2 separate regions of the Canis lupus genome follow, and region 2 is linked to region 1. A link is a contact called in public Hi-C data. All regions are on one chromosome and are shown on one strand. The core of a region is the stretch at or near the end of the contact, and the rest is flanking DNA. Distances in the headings are between cores, read along the strand shown.

The links. A called contact is a pair of places that touch in the nucleus more often than the background predicts.
Region 2: a Hi-C map of blood shows a contact between it and region 1, with 6 times the contacts expected there. The contact joins the promoter of AKAP8L here to the enhancer-like site in region 1. A contact is called at or near these places in 2 of 9 Hi-C or Micro-C datasets (both in blood).

What each region holds. Positions count from the first base shown.
Region 1 is chr20:47,121,748-47,126,665 of UU_Cfam_GSD_1.0, forward strand. All of the region lies in intron 1 of CYP4F22 (cytochrome P450 4F22), which reads right to left. Among named protein-coding and RNA genes, the nearest start is that of PGLYRP2, 13 kb to the right of the region's middle. Within about 2 kb of position 2,349, at least 3 of the 20 cell types and tissues checked have an H3K27ac peak or open chromatin away from gene starts, as enhancers often do. A contact at or near this core is called in blood, where this site is marked.
Region 2 is chr20:47,183,057-47,187,974 of UU_Cfam_GSD_1.0, forward strand. AKAP8L (A-kinase anchor protein 8-like) reads left to right here and starts at 2,190. Exons shown (of 15, transcript XM_038567017.1): 1 at 2,190-2,346. The coding sequence starts at 2,334. It overlaps WIZ (protein Wiz), which reads left to right. Exons shown (of 11, transcript XM_038567012.1): 11 at 1-142.

The DNA.
Region 1 (4,918 bases), core at 1,099-3,598:
ATGGAGAGACAGAAGCATTGATCTCAGCTGCCTTTAAAGAGAGAACAGCCAGAGGCATGGATCTAGAGGGAGAGACGAGCCACATCTGGGAGGTTGAGGAAGAGTGGTAATAGGTATAGTCACCATGGCCTGTGCCCAGAGGTCAAGTGGCCCGGGGTCTCAGAAGGGACAGGGCTCTGTGGTTCAGGCACCAGTGTCCTCAGCCTGGCAGCAACCAACAAACTACAGTCTGAGTGGGAGGATTAGACTTGGGGGCGGTGGCCAGATTAGGGAGATGGTACCAGAAAAACGTGTGGAAGTGGACAAAGGAGGAGCATGGCAGGAGTGAGGGAAAGAGTTTTTCCTGGGCCTCCAGAAGCTCACAGCAGACTTTTTGGGGGCAGAGATAAAAAGAAGAGCAATCTCCTCAAACACTGTTGGTGAAGATGTAAAATGGTGCAGCCGCTATGAAAAACAGTTTAGCAGTTCCTCAAAAAGCTAAACATAGAATTACCATATGAGCCAGCAATTCCACTCCTAAGTATATAACCAAAAGAAGTGAAAACAGGGACTCAATGTCCCTGCATGTTCATATGTCCAAACATATTCATAGCAGCACTAGTCACAGTCGCCAAAAGGTAGAAACAACCCAACCATCCATCAACGGATAAATAAATAAATAAACAAATGTGGTCCATCCATATGCTGGAACATTACTCAATCATAAAAAAGAATGAAGCCCAATACACATGACCCCACGGATGAATCTCAAAAGCATCATGCTGAGTGAAAAAAGCCAGATTCAAAAGGTTGCACATTGTATGATCCCATTGCTATGAAATGTCCGGAATAGATAAATCCATAGAGACGGAGCACATGAGGGGTCGTCAGTGATTGAGGGACAGAGCAGTGAGGAGTGATGCCCATATCGAAGGAGAATGAGTACAGGATCTCCCCTGGGAATGATGGAAAAATTTTGGAGCTAAGCAGCAGGGATGTGGTCGCACAATATTTGTGAATGTACTAATGCCACTGAATTGTACACTTTAAGACAGTTAACTTTATGTTATGTGAATTTCACTTCAATAAAAAAAAAAGGGAGAGAGAGAGAGTTCCAGCAGGAAACGGAATACTCAAATGGGGTATTTTGAAAAGAGTTTAATAAAAGCACTATTTCAAAAAGATAGCACAGCCCAGAACCATTACCACCCCAGAGCCCTGGGACATGGGGCTATGGAGCTAAAGCAGTTGCTGGAAAAAAAATAAAAAATAAAAATAAAGCAGTTGCTGGAACCTGGACTTGATAGAACTATGTGCAAAGAGAGGACTGCCTGGCAAGAGCTGTTGGCTGAGGGACACAGGCAGCCTGTACGGACCACACAGGAGGGGAGAGGAGATGTTAGTGCTCTAGCCTTAGTCTCCTCTCTCTCTCTCTCTCCAAAGCCTGCTATGGCTCCCTATTTGGCCGAACCCAACCAGAAGTCATAAGACAAAGGTTGAGTGGTCCATACAAGTCGGCCTCCCAGGACACAAACTAGGGGGCAGAAGGGTGGAAACAAGACAGAAGATAAATCAGAGATTTGAAGCAAAGGACAGAGCAGTTCAGGGGTGTAGGCTGAGCGCAGGAGCAAACAGCTCCTTCCAATTCGTCACTTGCCACGCTCTTGCTCACTGCCACTTGCAACCCTTTTGCCAAACCCCTCAAGGCCATCCCTCTTATCTCAAAACGTTTGCACATGCTGTTCCCTCTGCTTGGAATTCTGTTCCCTCTCACCTGCTCGGCTAACTCCTACTTCTCCTTCAGCTATCAGCTCAAAGGCCATTTTCTCTGAGGGTTTCCCTAACTTCTGGGCTCAGTTCAAACCCACACTCGATGCAGCCACAGCCCCGGTGTGTCCTCAGTCCCAGCAAACTCACTCTTGGAATGGTTTGTTTAGCTGTGAGCTCTGTGCAGGTAGACGTGCTCCTTCTCACTCTCTGCCTTTTCCCTAGCCCCAGCTGGCACAGGGCACATATTCATTCAACAAACACCAAGTTCCCAGGGAGTACCAGGTGTTTTCTACAGTGCATATTCCTGCTTTCTGGAGATTCAATAAAGCATAACTAGAAACACATAATTTCACCCCCCCCCCCCCCAAAAAAAAGGTTATTCTATGGAATGTATGCTATGGGGGACAATTCAGCGAGATAATGAGATGAGGAAGGTCTCACTGAGGTGCTATTTGAGCGGAGACCAGACGCAGGGAGGAGTTTAACTGGAGAAAGAGCTGTCGGGGCAGAGAGCACGACCTGTGCAAAGACCCTGAGGCTGGACCCTGCCTGGAGAAACAGCCAAGAGCCCAGTGAGGGGGGAGCAGGGTCAGTGAGAGAGCGAGTGGGAGGAGACAGCGGCTGGAAGGTGACGGGACAGGTCGTGCAGGGCCTGATGAGCCACTGGGAGGGCCTGGGGTTTTCCTCTGGGGGGAAGGTGGCGCCGCGCGGGAGGGCGAGCAGGGGAGGAGGCGGACTTGGCGGGGCAGCGGGTGCCGACCTAGATTTGAGCGGCTCCCTCTGGCTGCAACTCAACGCGCCGCCTGAAGGGGGCGCGAGAGCGGCAGGAGGAGCCGGGGGAGGAGGCCGCGGCTCGGGACCCGCCCAGCCGCGCTGCAGGGCCTGCGTGGGCAAAGGGCGTAGAACTGGGGGTTCGCTGAAAGGTGCCGGGACCCGCCGAGGTGCGGGTGTGAGAGAAGGGGGAGAGTCAGGGGCGACGCCAAGGGTTTGGGCCTGGGCCACATCCGGACTGCCGTTTTCAACGGAGATATGAGACTAGCTAGGGGAGAAGGAAAGAAGGGATGGAAAGAAAGATGCCAAACGGGAAGAGATAAGAGATAATCGCAATAAGGGGCCCGGGGCGTTAGGTCACCCCATCGAGACGCGCGGCGAGAGGAGAGGCCCTGGTCCTCAAAAGCTAGAGAGGTGGCCTGCGAGTTCCGCTGGGGAGCAGAGAGCTGGGAGGACCGAGGTGCAAGGACATTGCCCGCCTGGGCCAGAAGACTGGGGGTCAGGTCACGCTGGAGGAGGCGTGATGCAGGGCAGGGGACAAGATTACTCCTGGACTCTGCCTGGAGGGACCCAGCCCCCTCCTTCCTCCACACACACCTGTCTCCATTTCCCCATAGTCGGTGGGGGAATTAATCTCCACCTCCCTCTACCTGGGCCCAGGGCTATGGGATTTGCAAAGTATAGGCTAAATGGTACCTCATTCCCGCTTCAGAGACAAGTAGGCTCCACCTTCGTGCCCCTCAGTGGGTCAAACTACTCACCCCTCAACTAATCAGGCTCGGCAGCTCCCCACATACCTCTACCTATCAGAAACAACTCTTTTGTCCCTCGGCCAATAAGAATGTCCCTTTAGAAGAAGCCTGTGGGTGTCTAGGCCTGGGTCCCCCTCTCACCACGATGCTCTAAGGCCTGGAGTACATCTCTTAGCATCTCTGTGCCTCTTTCTTTTCAACTGTAAAATGAGAGTGTTCATCTTCCTTCCCTCTTAAGGTGGGCCTGAGGCTCCAACCTGAAAGTGACCTCTGAGGAGAGATTAGAAGGGTTAGAAGCCAGATCCTGAAAGTTCTAATGTATGCACTACAGAAAGAAGAGGGAAGGGTTAAGGGTGCCCCCCAACAGAGGGACCAGAAGGAGAAGACCTATGCCTGGAAGTAAGGAAGTGCCTGGCCAATGCCTGTTTGGGGCACCGGAAGTCACCCTGCCTCTTGCTGTGCTGATATAAACTGTAGAACAGAGAGGAGGAATAAGTGGGTGGGGGCAGAGGTGACCTCCACCAGGGAATCAGTTGTGGTTCATGACCACAGGCTACCCCAGGCTGATTCAGCAAGACTCTCTGTTGTCAAAAGTCAGCTCCCCAAAGAGCAAAGCAACCGAGCAGCAAATTGCCCCCACCCCCAGAGGATCTCCCTTAGGAATCTCTCCTCCCTAGCTTCCAGAAGGGTTAAGCTTCAGGAAACTTCTCAAAAATGCTTGTAGGGTGGATCCAGTCAAACTGCTACGTAACTGTGACTTTTAGTGAGGTACTTTACCCCCCACCCAAGTCTCAGGCGACCACTTTTTTGTTGGTTTCATCCATCATAAATCAGAAGTATAATATAGGTTCCATCCTCCTCCTACATTACCATGTTGATTCTTCACAGTAAAGGAAGGACTTGGATTATGATCATTTATAGGTAGAGAGATGAAGGCTCCGAGGAAAGAAGCAACTTGCCCAAGTTGGGAGTTAAACACAGATCTGTCAGATTCCAGAGTTGGAGAGACAATGAATCTTTTTTTTTTTTTAAAGATTTTATTTATTTCAGACAGAGCACAAGAGGGGCGGGGCACAGAGGGAGAAGCAGACTCCCAGCTGAGCAAGGAGCCAAATGTGGGGCTTGATCCCAAGAGCCTGGGATCATGACCTGAGCTGAAGGCAGATGCTTAACTAACTGAGCCGCCCAGGTGCCCCTAAAGGGGTGCCCCAATCCTAATCCCCTCCTTAGCAAGTGTCTGGTACCCAGGGGTCACTAAGCAGACAGGGGTTATTCTGATGGTCAATAGCACAGAATGGTGTGGGGAGACTACCCTTCCTTGGCTATAAAATGGGGACTTAGGTTTCTTCAGTTGGAATTCTCTCTTTACTGGCTCTGTGAGGCAACAGAGATATAAAGTGTTTGGTGGTCCCTTAAAAAGTTAAACACAGAGGTACCATATGGCCCAGCCATTCCACTTCTAGGTACAGACCCCAAAGAATTGAAAACAGTATTCAAACAAGTATGTGTACACACATGTTCACAGCAGCACTATTCACAATAGCCAAAACCGGAAACACCTGAAATGTCCATGAAATCACGAATGGATAAACAAAATGCCCCCTACACACACAATGGAATGTTATTCAGCTGTAAAAAGGAATTGG
Region 2 (4,918 bases), core at 940-3,439, 61 kb after region 1:
ACTTGTCTGGAGACACAGGCACCCTGAACCCGAATCACACGAGGGGAAAGGGAGCTGCTGGCTCCATGATGTTATTTATTTTCTCGCTCTGCAAATGTTTATTGAACATTTCTGAGATTTTAAGAGATTTTGTTGGCTGCTCCTTCTTGTTTATTGCATGCGGTTTTTCAGCTCATCATTTTCACTTCAGTGGCCAAGGGCTGGAAAGTGGGAATAACCTCTTGGGGTGTAGACAGCAGAGGCCTCCTTTACCCTGAATGCTATTGCCCCAGGACCCCCATTGTGCCTCTGTCTGGGAGGGACAGGCTAACAAGCTGTGGTAACATGCCCACAAGAGTAGCGTTGGCCTATACTCTTGGCTTTTCTGGTCCTGAGAGGAGGTCAGGGCACACATCTCACTTGGTAGGAGAAAGACTCAAGCACTTCTGAACATCCCACACTGGGAGTGGGCATGTCTAAGACTCTGAAAGCAGAGGGCATCTCTGGGGATGAGAGCTGACCCAAAGGCACTTCCCCTTTTAGCTTTTTATCAGTTTTAAAAATATAAAAATGATGGAAGCTGGATTTTAAAAAAATTCAAATGGCACAAGACCTTATAAAGTAACATGGGAAGTTCCTTCCCATGAACACATGCAGTGATAGCTGTGCAGGTCCTCAAAAGGGTAGCCTAAGGTTCTTAGCACAGAGGAATCTTTTCCTAAAATTTTGAGCATGCTGCTTCTCTTCTCAGGCCGTTCCGTTTCAGAAGCAGAGCATAGGATGTTAATAAAATCACCCAATGAAGGTAAAATGATGGCTGTGGTATGTGCCATGAAGGAAGCTGTAGGGTCTATAAGAGGTGTCCAGGAGGCTCAGCTTTAATTTGGAGAACAGGCAGGCATCTGAGGGTAACACTGCAGTGAGCCTTAAAGCTGGAGTGCATATTAATCAGTTCTGTATGCTTCGTATTTGGAGTTTCTTAACACAGCATAAGCCTTGTCCCATGTGGCAGCAAACTCTGCATATGCCATTTAATAAGATTTCATCTATCAGTTACCAACTCAAGACCACAATCTCTTCAACTATAACTCACTACCCGCTTCCTTTTTTTTTTTTAATACCCCCCTTCCTTTTCCTCATCTGAATTATGGTGAATCACATCCTTATAATTATGTGAATCAATCTCTTAATATTTCAGACTCTCTCTGAAGGATAGGGACTTTTAAATATGCCATTATACCTAAAGAGATTGACACTTCGTTCATATCAAGACATCAGCAACACTGCTCATACTTTAAAACGAACTTGTAAAACAAAAAGCATATGTACAACAGCTGTTAAGTACCATTTTCAGTATCTGCTGCTCTGTCAAGTCATCTCTCAGAAGTTCTGAGAGGTCTCTGAAAGTGGATGCCACACAGCCAGTGAGGATGCTGAGGACACAGGGCTGGCGCCAGACTGCACTGCTACAGGAACAAACCCAGAGGGCTATAGAAGGGAGTTGGAGCTTTAGCACTTGTGCCAGGGACCTCGGGCAAGTCATGAATTCCAAACCTCAGTTTTATCTTTTAAATGAGAAATTCTTTTAAAAGGACCTTGCAGGAATGAGGGGAGCATCTGAGATGATAAACAGTACAAATATTACATATACAATATAAACATGCTATATAAATAAATCCATTATCATAATGCAACAATTAACCACAAAATGTAACATTTATTTAGAACCACCCCACCCCGCGACCCCACCTTGGACCTGTTTCTTTATATACATTGTCTCATACGTTTGAACTGGAGCCCAGCATCTTGCGTGATACTTAGTTGTAATTTTCATTCCAGCGAGGCCGCACGGTGCTCGTTTAGGAGCTGAGGGCCAGAGAAGTTAAGAAACGAGCTGGGTTTGCACAACACGTCCGTAGCGCTGCGGAGACTGGAACAGTGCCTCGGGCGGTAGTTCCGACTCCCTCTGGCGGTCCTCCAGGGCACCGGCGCTCCCCCCGGCCCGGTCGCGCTTGGGCCTCGGGTCTTCCCGTAGCACACGGCTCCGCCTCTTCGAAATCTGCAAGCTTCTGTCTCCCGGCCTGCTTCTTTCAGCCAATCACCGCGGGCTTGGGATAACGGGGGGCGGGGCCCTCACGAGATCGGCAGCGCCATCCGTCGCTAGCATGACAACGGGCTGGGATAGACAGCGCTCTCCTCCAATAGGAGTAAAGCCAGAGTCCGACGCGAGCCAATGGGGGCGGGGGGTGGGGCTCGGTTGTGTTAGAAGGGGCCCCGGGGATTGTCGCCGCTACCCCGGCGTCGGACGTGTCGGACAGCTGCCTGAGTCCTCGGGTGCAGTGTTCGCTGCCACCATGAGCTACACAGGTGGGCCCGCAGGGTAGGGGTTGGGCTTCGGCGGGGGAAGGACAGGGATGCGCCAGAGCCACAGCGGGCTCGCCCTCAGCTCCCCGGGGCCTGGACGCTGCCCTCTCTGCGGTCACAAAATGGCGCCGCGGGCCCGTCGCCTCTGGTTCCCCCGGCTCACGCCTTGGCGCCTCGTTCTCTGTGCTCCTGGCCTCGCGTCCCGGCCCGCCGCTGCCCGAGGTCCTGCCCTCGCGCCTGTGTCCGAGGGCCCCGCCTGCGCACCTGCGTTCTCTGCGCCCATCGCCTCCCCGCTTGGCCCGGCCTCGGACCTAGACGCCCCAGGTCGCCGTTGTTCAGGCCTCGGCCCGACACACGGGTCACAGGGCTGGGCTGCCGTCGCCATTGCCGCAGCCTCCCCCGCGCAGTTTCCCTGCGGAATGCGTAGCTGCCCACCTCCCGGCCCCTTTGTCTGCCCCAGGCCGGGAGAGGCGCCGGGCGAGGAGCGGGGGATCCGAGGGGCCGAGCGTGAGCCTTGCGAGGAATGACCGGCCTCTCCATTAATTCATTCACCATCTGTCGCAGTCATGGTGTCAGGTGCTGAACAGGCACGGAGACATGGGCAGGAAATCCTCTAGCAGCTTAGGGGCGGACCTTAGCAGGGAAACCAATGAACGTAGGATGTATTCCCCGGCGATCTGACGCCGAGGGGCTTGCTCGGGGGCAGTGGTGGGGTGGGGGTGAGTGGGATCAACGTATAAAGGTGACATTTGAATCAGAGACCTGAATGGGCTGAAGGGGTTAAGGATATCTAACCCGCGAGGCCATCGACATACAGGCCCAGGAGCAGAAACCGCCGTCAGGTTAGATCAGCTAGCGAGGCCAGTGGGATTTGAGCAAAGGGGAAGGTGGGTGATGAGATCAAAGAGGGGGCCCTGGGCTATGCTTGGACGCTTGTGGGGGAATTTGAAAGCACGCGTCTGCCTTGGCAGTAACACAGGAAGCTTCTCAGCCCCGGGGCCATAGACGAGGCCTCCCCATTTGACGGGAGTATTAGGCTTGAGCAGGTATGGTTGCTGGGTTACCTACATTCTGCTTGGAATGTTGGGGTCTGACGATGGAACTGGAGCCTTTGGGGCTGTTCCTTAGGCTACTTTATGTTGGCCTCAGCAGGGAAGTGATGCCAGGCCTCCCTCCTCTGGCCCCCAGGTGAGGAGCTTGGCAAGAATCCTAGTTTTTCAAGGAGCCATTCCTTAGGCCGGTGGTTCTCAACCAAGGGTGATTGATTCTTCTTCCCTCCACCTCCGCCCCCCAGTACATTTGACAACGTTTGGAGATGCTTCTGTTTGTCACCTCTGGGATTGGAGTTGCTACCATCATCCAGTGGATAGAGGCCAAAAATACTGCTAAACATCCTCTAATGCACAGGGCAGCCCCCACCACAAATAAATTATCCAGCCCAGAATATCAGTAGTACCAAAGTTGGACAACCTTGCCCCGGTCTTTCTGTAGCTTTCTGGTTCAGAAGGAAAGTCACTAGGGTAGTCGCTGACATCTCTGGAATTGAGATGTAACCCTTTTCACCAAGTCTTACTGAGCACTGGAAGATAGTTCTTTGGTTTTAGGAGCAGAACTGCTGGGGTGGGGGGTGGGGGACAAGGTGAATGGTTGGGTGCTATAGAGTAGCTTAATAATGGAGCATTTATATTTATGGACAAGGAGACTGAGTTAGTGGCCAGGTCTGAATTTCAACTCCAGACCTGTAGGCTTTAATTCTTGGTTTCCTGAGGGAGCCATGATAATGAGGTAATGATTACTTTTTCCTTGATCTTAATCAACTAAAAACCACAGCAGCTTTATATTGTCTTTCCCTTTTAAGAAGCAGACCACTAAAGAAAAAAAAAATTTAAGTCACGTTTCACTGTTTGCTTTATATGTTGTTGGGTTTGTTTGTTTTAAGATTATTTATTTATTTGACAGAGAAAGAAAGCACAAGCAAGGGGAGCAGGAGCAGAGGGAGAGGGAGAAGCAAGCTCCCCGCAGAGCAGGGAGCCCAATGCAGGGAGCCCAATGCAGGGCTCTGTCTCAGGACCCTGGGATCATGACCTGAGTTGAAGGCTGACATTTAACTAACTGAGCCACCAGACGTCCCTTAAGTCATATTTCAAACAATTTGCCTTTAAGAAGGAGTTCTGAAAAAAAAGGAAAAAAAAAAAAAAGGAGTTCTGGAGGACTTGAAGCAAATGTTACCATTATTATTAAGCATGGGAGGTGATTAAAATAAGTAATTTTTTCGATAATTTGTCCAGCTTTTGAACCCAGTCACTTTATGTGTACTCAGGGAAGGGGACTCCATCTCTGACACCACAGGGAAGGATGGGAGCAATAGAAAAACAGGACAGAAAAATCTAAAATCAGGCCCTTAGATGCTACCAAACCTTTTATAAGAACATTGATTTCACAGGTTTTTTTTTTTGTGTGTGTGTGTGTGTGTAGGTAATATGTAAGTAGTTTAGCTGAATGGTTCTGGCTTGGGATGTCTCGTGCAGTTACATTTTGGATGTCAGTTGGGACTGTAGTTATCTGAAGGCTTGAT